Regions from separate parts of the Oryctolagus cuniculus genome. Here region 1 is linked to region 2. Evidence: chromatin contacts called from public Hi-C data. All regions are on one chromosome and are shown on one strand. The core of a region is the stretch at or near the end of the contact, and the rest is flanking DNA. Distances in the headings are between cores, read along the strand shown. Region 1 overlaps FERMT2 (FERM domain containing kindlin 2). Region 2 holds the start of FERMT2 (FERM domain containing kindlin 2).

The links. A called contact is a pair of places that touch in the nucleus more often than the background predicts.
Region 1: a Hi-C map of embryonic fibroblasts shows a contact between it and region 2, with 2.2 times the contacts expected there. The contact joins the enhancer-like site here to the promoter of FERMT2 in region 2. A contact is called at or near these places in 3 of 6 Hi-C or Micro-C datasets (ear pinna, embryonic fibroblasts and psoas muscle).

The regions. Positions count from the first base shown.
Region 1 is chr12:23,467,345-23,470,811 of mOryCun1.1, forward strand. The region is part of intron 3 of FERMT2 (FERM domain containing kindlin 2); the gene reads left to right. Among named protein-coding and RNA genes, the nearest start is that of FERMT2, 49 kb to the left of the region's middle. Within about 2 kb of position 2,052, at least 2 of the 8 cell types and tissues checked have an H3K27ac peak or open chromatin away from gene starts, as enhancers often do.
Region 2 is chr12:23,418,887-23,422,325 of mOryCun1.1, forward strand. FERMT2 (FERM domain containing kindlin 2) reads left to right here and starts at 1,599. Exons shown (of 15, transcript XM_051822203.2): 1 at 1,599-1,891; 2 at 2,269-2,434. The coding sequence starts at 2,278.

The DNA of each region.
Region 1 (3,467 bases), core at 802-3,301, 49 kb after region 2:
GCAAGTTTCCTCACCACTGAATCCATCTGACCTCTCCTGTCTCAGTTCCCCTCTGATTCTCTGTTCTGTCTCCTGCTGGTAAGGCCCAGTGTTACTATAATGGGCCCGCCCAAATAATCAAGGCTAATCTCCCTAACATCGAGTTACTAGTAACCTTGATTCAGTTTGCGGCTTCTTCGTAGCAGTGGCCAGGTTAGTGTTTGATTTAGAGCTAGGAGTCGGAATCTTCTGGGGATATTAGTAGAATTCTGCCTACCCCAAGAGGCTTTTCTCAAATGTCTAGTAATGGTTGGATGTGATAGGACACTAGGAATATCTGATCAGATGCCCTGTACTGTATGGAGTTTAGCTCGTCACCACCTCTGTAAGGTATTTACATGTTGACCAAGCTTTCTTAAATGTTAGTATTTAAAAGATCTTTCCCTAGGGCTATTCGGGTTCTTTTTGAAAGAATTCCAAAGAGTTTTTGTCTAATAATGGAGTGGACTGCGGTTTTTCATGAGCTGTGGTCTGTGTTTTCGGTGTTTGATCATGCCTGGTGGCATGGAACAGTGAATCGTGTGTTCCCCTTGATGGCTACTACAAGCACCTTGGTATTCTCTCTCTCTCCACATTGTATAACCTTTACTGTTTCTTCTATCTGGTTTCTGTCTCAAAATTTTTCTGACTTTTTTTTATCTAATATCCCCCCCACACCTTTTATCCTTTAGATTTATGTTTTATTTCTTTATCTTTTGCGTGATTTTAAAAGGGAGTGAAAGAAAATAAACACAAGAGCCCAATGTACTTGTTTAATCAAATTCAAGGAGGGTTTTTTAAAACTTAAGTGTTACCTTCTCCGAGAATCCTTTGCACTGAAGCGGCGCCCCTGCTTTGGCTCTCACCCTGTTTATGTCGTTTGTCGCCCTAGATCAGCAATCCGTCCTGCGTGCCACCATCCTATCGACTATAACAAATGTTACGTGCATTGCTGTGTACACAGTGGGTCTTTTGGTTAGGAAGAGGCTCTGGCACACTGCTCTCTTTGTGCAGTGCCTCGTAAGCTCTAGCTTATTTTTTTTAATGAACTGCACAATTTAGCATAAAGGGATGGCACTATTTATTAATATGTCCACATACGGTTTTCATGTCTCATTGACCTTTTGGAGTTTTGCAGTAGTGTCAATCTTTTTAGTTAGACAGTGTTCCAGCCCCAGTCTTGTTCACATGATTCAGATGCCTAACATCACTGGCTTAGTTCCCTCTTGATATAAGACTTAGAGTAAATCAGTAAGTCCTAAATTCCTATCAGTCGAATCGTTAGTAACTTATGTGTAGGGATAGGTTGACTCTACTGTTTTGTTATTCAGTGAATTAAAAACACTTATTCACACTTCATGCACAGTCACCAGCTATTTTCAGTATAGAGCTATCAACCACTCCCCCTGCCTGCAGTACTAGTTCTTATGAAATAGGAATCAGGACTTTTTAAAAACAAGAGCCCTGAGCTACCAAGAATATCTGAGAGTGTGTCCCAAGCATGTGTTTTTTAATGCTAGTATTACGATTGACTTCATAAACAATTCTCATGGGCCCATTTAGTTAGTAGTGGTCTCATATACTTAGACTGCAAAGCTGGTTAACAATATTCATTCTTCTAGTTATGAATAACTGGCTTGTGAGCTGGACAGGAAGTGACCTAGGAACAAAAATGTCAAAGTGTTGAGTCATGTAGTACAGGGATTCCTAAGCCTAGTGAGCATAACGGAAACACTTGTAAGGACTTCTCGTATTACACACGCTTGCTTCTTTTTCTCCCACTAGCCGGTGACTGGTGAGTTGTAATAGAAGCATGATAGATGTCTCAGTTGTGATCATTTTATATCCTTCCGTATTTTTAGGGTTTTCACCCTGTACTACCAAATTATTTTTTTTTAAATAGAACAAAAGACAAAGATTTTGCATCCACTGTAGTGTTTGCTACCCAAATGGCCACAAGAGCCAGATTTTGGCCAGGCCAAAGCCAGGAGGCAGAAACTCAGGTGCAGGTCTCCCTTACACTGGCAGGAGACTAAGTACTTGCCATCTTCGAGTACCTTTCTAGGCACATTAGCAGGAAGCTGGATTGGAAGCAGAGCAACTAGGACTCAAACCAGTACACAGATATGGGACGCAGGCATCACAAGCTGTGGCTAAACCTGCTGTGCCACAACGCCACCTCTTCTAATGCCTTTTTTTTCCTTCTACCATGGTAGTGATGGCAGTGAAAGCTGAGGGAACACAGGATTTATTTATTTCAAAGGCAGAGTTACAGAGAGGCAGAGAGAAAGTCTTCCGTCTTCTGGTTCACTCCCCAAATGGCCGCAACGACTGGAGTAGCGCTGAACCAAAACCAGGAGCCAGGACTTCTTCCAGGTCTCCCATGCCTGTGCAGGGGCCCAAGGACTTAGGCCATCTTTGTATGCTTTCCCTGGCCATAGCAGAGAGCTGGATTGGAAGTAGAGCCCCCAGGACTCGAACCAGTGCCCATATGGGATGCTGGCACTGTATACAGTGTCTTTACCCACTACGCTACAGTGCTGGCCCCAAGCATTTCTTTTTAATGTGATTTTGCATAGTATTTAAGATATGCTTACCTTAAGTTTATTAATAGTCAAAAAGTAGTTATATTTACCTATTCTGTGATCACACATCTGTATAGAATAACTTTTCTGTTAATTCCATTTTCAGGTGTCAAACACCACATCAAAAATAGTCTGTAAAGTACAAAACAAAACAAAATCCTAAGGCATGCTAGAATTTTCTTAGTAGTAACATTCAGATAACCAGCAGAAACACAAAAAGGCCATATAGTTACTAAAGTAATTTGTTTTTGATTTCTTATTTAAACATGGGACAGTGTGTGTATAAATTTTTTGTAAAGATTTATTTATTTGAAGGGAAGAGACAGAGAAAGAGATCTTCCATTGACTGATTCACTTCCCAGATGACCTCAGTGGCTGGATCTAGACCAGGCTGGAGGCAGGAGCTTCTTCCAGGTTATCGACAAGGGTGGCAGGGGCCAGGCACCTGAGCCGTCTTTGGCTACTGTTCCCGGGACGTTAAGAGGATCAGAGGTGGAGCAGTCAGGACATGAATCAGCACCCACATGGGATGCTGGCACCATGCATGGTGGCCCAATCCACTGTATCACAGCACCAGTCCCAGAATAAAAAAAAATTTTTTAAATCCAGTGTAAAGTGTGTGGGGTGTTGTGATGTTTGGCCACTGATTTATGTCCGGGCTGCTCCACTTCCTATCCAGCTTCCTGTTAATGCACCTGGGAAAACAGTGGAAGATAGCCCAAGTGGGCCTCTGACAACCTCTTGGGAGACCAGAGAGAAGCTCCTGGCTCTTGGCTTCGGCCTAGCCATTGTAGTCATCTGGGAAGTGAATCAGTGGATGGAAGATACCTCCCTCTCCCTGGCCCTTGCCCTCGCCCCCTCCCC
Region 2 (3,439 bases), core at 349-2,848:
CCAGCGGCTGCTGCAAGCATCTATCCTCGTGAGTGTCTACAAAGACGCTGCGATGCTGCCTCCAGTTCTAGGTATGACCTGGATGCAAAGTCAGGTGGTTTGTAGCAAATAAATAGCAGTACCAAGTGGGCTCAGCTTCTGAACAGTTTTGCTGTATTTCCCTGCTGCCTTTTTCTTTTGAATATATTTGCTCTCGATTTTACAGTCGCATGTAGTTTTTTTTTTTTTAAACCCTCGCAAGGCATTTTCTATTTTATTAAAAACATTTTCCTGTTTATTTTCAACAGCACAATTCACATAAACACTCCCTCCTTATCGCTTCCAAAGGAAGGATCTGGAACATCCTTCAGTAGAAATAACCGGGGAGTGCAGGGGCAGAGCCTGCAGGCATGTCTCTCCATGACGACGACGCTGTAACCCCACAGTGGTTCCCTCTACTTTTTGGTGACAAACCTCTGGCATCCGACTCAGCATCGCTGCGTTCACTCCTTTTTGGGTTCCAGTCCTTTCTCAAGGCTCTCACCTCCTGGCCCAGAGGTGTCGATGAACCAAAGTGTGTTTTGTTTTTGTCTGGCGGGTTTCCCTTCGAAGTGTTTGGAAAGCCATGAGGCTTTGCAAACCGGGAGCCTTCGTAGCGGATCTTACCCGAGGCTTCCTGACCTATATATTTTGAGCCGTGCACTGGCCAGCGAAGCGGTTTCCCTGGTTCGCTGTTTGTGCACAGAGTTCCCTCGGGATCGAGGTCGGCACAGGGGGCAGGGGGAGGCAGGGAGGCCGGAGGCCGGCGTTGCACCTTCCGTGCAGTCTTCCCTGGCCCTGCAGGAGCCACCGCAGGGCCTTCGCGGTGCGGTGCAGGACCCATCTTCGTAACAGGCGGCTGGTTCTCAAGCTGTCCAGATTCGCACCGGAGACTGGACAGGCCGGGGACACGCTTTGGCACCAAGGGTTTTCCCTGCCCTCAGCCCGAGCGAGGGGGCCCGCCCGCCACTCGCCCCGGGCTGCAGCTTCCCAATGGGTTAAGGCCTCGTGCAAACTCCCGGGGTCCCGTGGGAGTCGCTGACCGTGCCGGTCACCCATGGCACAGCGACGTTTGTGGCTCGCCTCCCCCACCCCGGGTTTTCTCCTCCTGTCGCGGCATGTTCGTGGAGCCGGCTTGGGCGCTCACTTTTTAAAGTTTTTACATCCCCAACTCGGCCCGCCGGCTCCAGGGAAGCGGCGCCCCTCACCGCCCCGGGACTCTGGGGCGCGTTCCAGGCCTGGGGAGGAAGCGGCAGGACTTTGTTCCCCGAAATCTGACGGCTCTGGGGATTCCCTGCGGCCACTTCGCCGCGCCGAGCCCCATCCTCCGGGCGGCCGCCGGCTCCCTCACGCCGCGGCCTCCGGCTGGCGGAGGAGCGGCCCGGACTCCCCCTCCTCAGGTCCCGCCGCCGAGAGCCCGGATGTTGGATTCCATCCCTGCGCCTGGTCCTTCATTTCCATAAAAGGGCAGCGCTCGGCGGGGCTGAGGTTGCCACCGCCGCCGCCGGCGCCCCCCGCCGCCCCCCGCCGCCCCGCCCCCAGCCCGGAGTCCGCGGCCCCCGCCCGGAGCGCAGCCGCGGGGAGGGCTGTGGAGGGGCCGAGGTCGGCCCCAGGCGCTCCGGGCCGCTCTGCGGGGCGGAGGAGGAGGAGGAGGAGGAGGAGGGAGCCGGCGAGCCCAGCCCGGACCGGACGGGCTGAGGGGGCGGGGAGAGAGGGGTGGAGCGCGCGGAGCCAGGCTGGGGGCCGCGGCGCCGGGACTCCATTAGCGGCTCCGGCCAGGAGGCAGAGCTGAGCCGGCTGCGGAGCGGGACGCGGACGCCGCCCCCGCGCCTGTTGCGGGCGAGCCCCGGGCCGGGTGCGCGAGGAGCGCGCGGTGAGGGGCCTGGACGGGGCTGCAATCTGCTGGGGAGCGCGGGTGGGGACGAAGACTGTGGAGCCCCCGGGCAGCGTCTCCCCGGGCCGGGCGCGGCCGGGCGCGGCCGGGCGGCAGGCAGGGGACGCCGCTGCGCTCCGCTAGGCGGGGGCGGCGTGGGGCGGGCGGGGCCGCGGCCGCTCGGGGCCGGGGCGGGAGCGCGGAGCGCCCAGTGCGGCTCCGCGGTGCTCCCGAGTTTGCGCGGGAGCCCCCCACCCCACCCCCAACACCGGGTCCTCCGGCTTCCCCAGCCCGGCGGCCGACGCCGCGAGCACGGTGGGCTTTGCCTTCGTTTGGGGGAGTGACGCTTACGAGAGCCATTTCCTCCGCGCGCGCAGGAAGGAGCCATGGCTCTGGACGGGATAAGGATGCCAGATGGCTGCTACGCGGACGGGACGTGGGAGCTGAGTGTGCATGTGACGGACCTGAACCGCGATGTCACCCTGAGAGTGACCGGAGAGGTGCACATCGGAGGGGTGATGCTGAAGTTGGTGGAAAAGCTGGGTGAGTAGCATCCCGGAGGCGTCCGGGAAGCGACTGGCGGGGTGGGGGAGGGGTGGGAGGGAGGCGGCGCGGGGGGGAGGGGCGGGTGTGGAAATCTTGGCGTCTCTTGGATACTTAAAAAAAAAAAAAAGTGAGATCTGTCAATATTTAAGCGAACCGACGCGGTTCCCTTGGCGTTTTGTTTGGCTAGCTCTGAATTTTCGGAATGTGGTGCTTGGAGCCCCTACTTAGAGACTTCATTGCGTAGTTGGGCTGGGGGCGGGGAGCTCCTTGATTCTTTGCATTCGCCGGCTTCACGTGGAAAGAAATGGGCAGGGTCTGCAGGGTGGCGGTGCGGGGCGTGTGGTTACCCATGTCTGGCGTGTTGGCGACGCTTGGCATCGGGAGTAACGCGAAATCCACGTTAGAAAGCCGCCCCCCACCCGGGGAGATAGGCGGGTGCTGGCGTCGCTGGGCAGTGGCGGTGGCCCGGCCGGCCGTGCGCCCCTGCGAGGGGTGGGCAGCGGCCGAGCGACTTGGAGTCCCCACCCGGTGCTCCAGCGCGGCTATTCGGAGCATTCGGTTTTACATTAACGAGCCAGTGGGAGAACCGTGTTCAGAAGCAGACGGGAAGGCTGCTTGGGGGTTGACAGTGTTCGCCCGAGTCCAGTCCCTACCGGGTGGCCCAGGTTGAAGGCAGGGTCTCTGACAGCATGAAACTGGAGGAGGTTTCCCAGTGCACGTTCTGTCTGCCATGAAGGAAACCGTTTTCCGCGGTAGCTAAACAGCTGGTGTTCAGAAGAGACTTCCCCAGTTTTCCATATCATGCACTTGTGGTCAGGTCTTTGTAGGTTGGGTTTTTCACTTTGAGGGTGTGTGTTTTTGTGTTTTTGGCTTTTTTTTTTTTTTCTAAACCACACTGCCAAAGTGGAGAAGCATTGATTAGGAAATGTGTTTCTTACCAAGGGAGCCTTGCGTCCCTACCATATAAACTTACTGCAGTAGCTCTCTGGGGCGCTGTGCCCA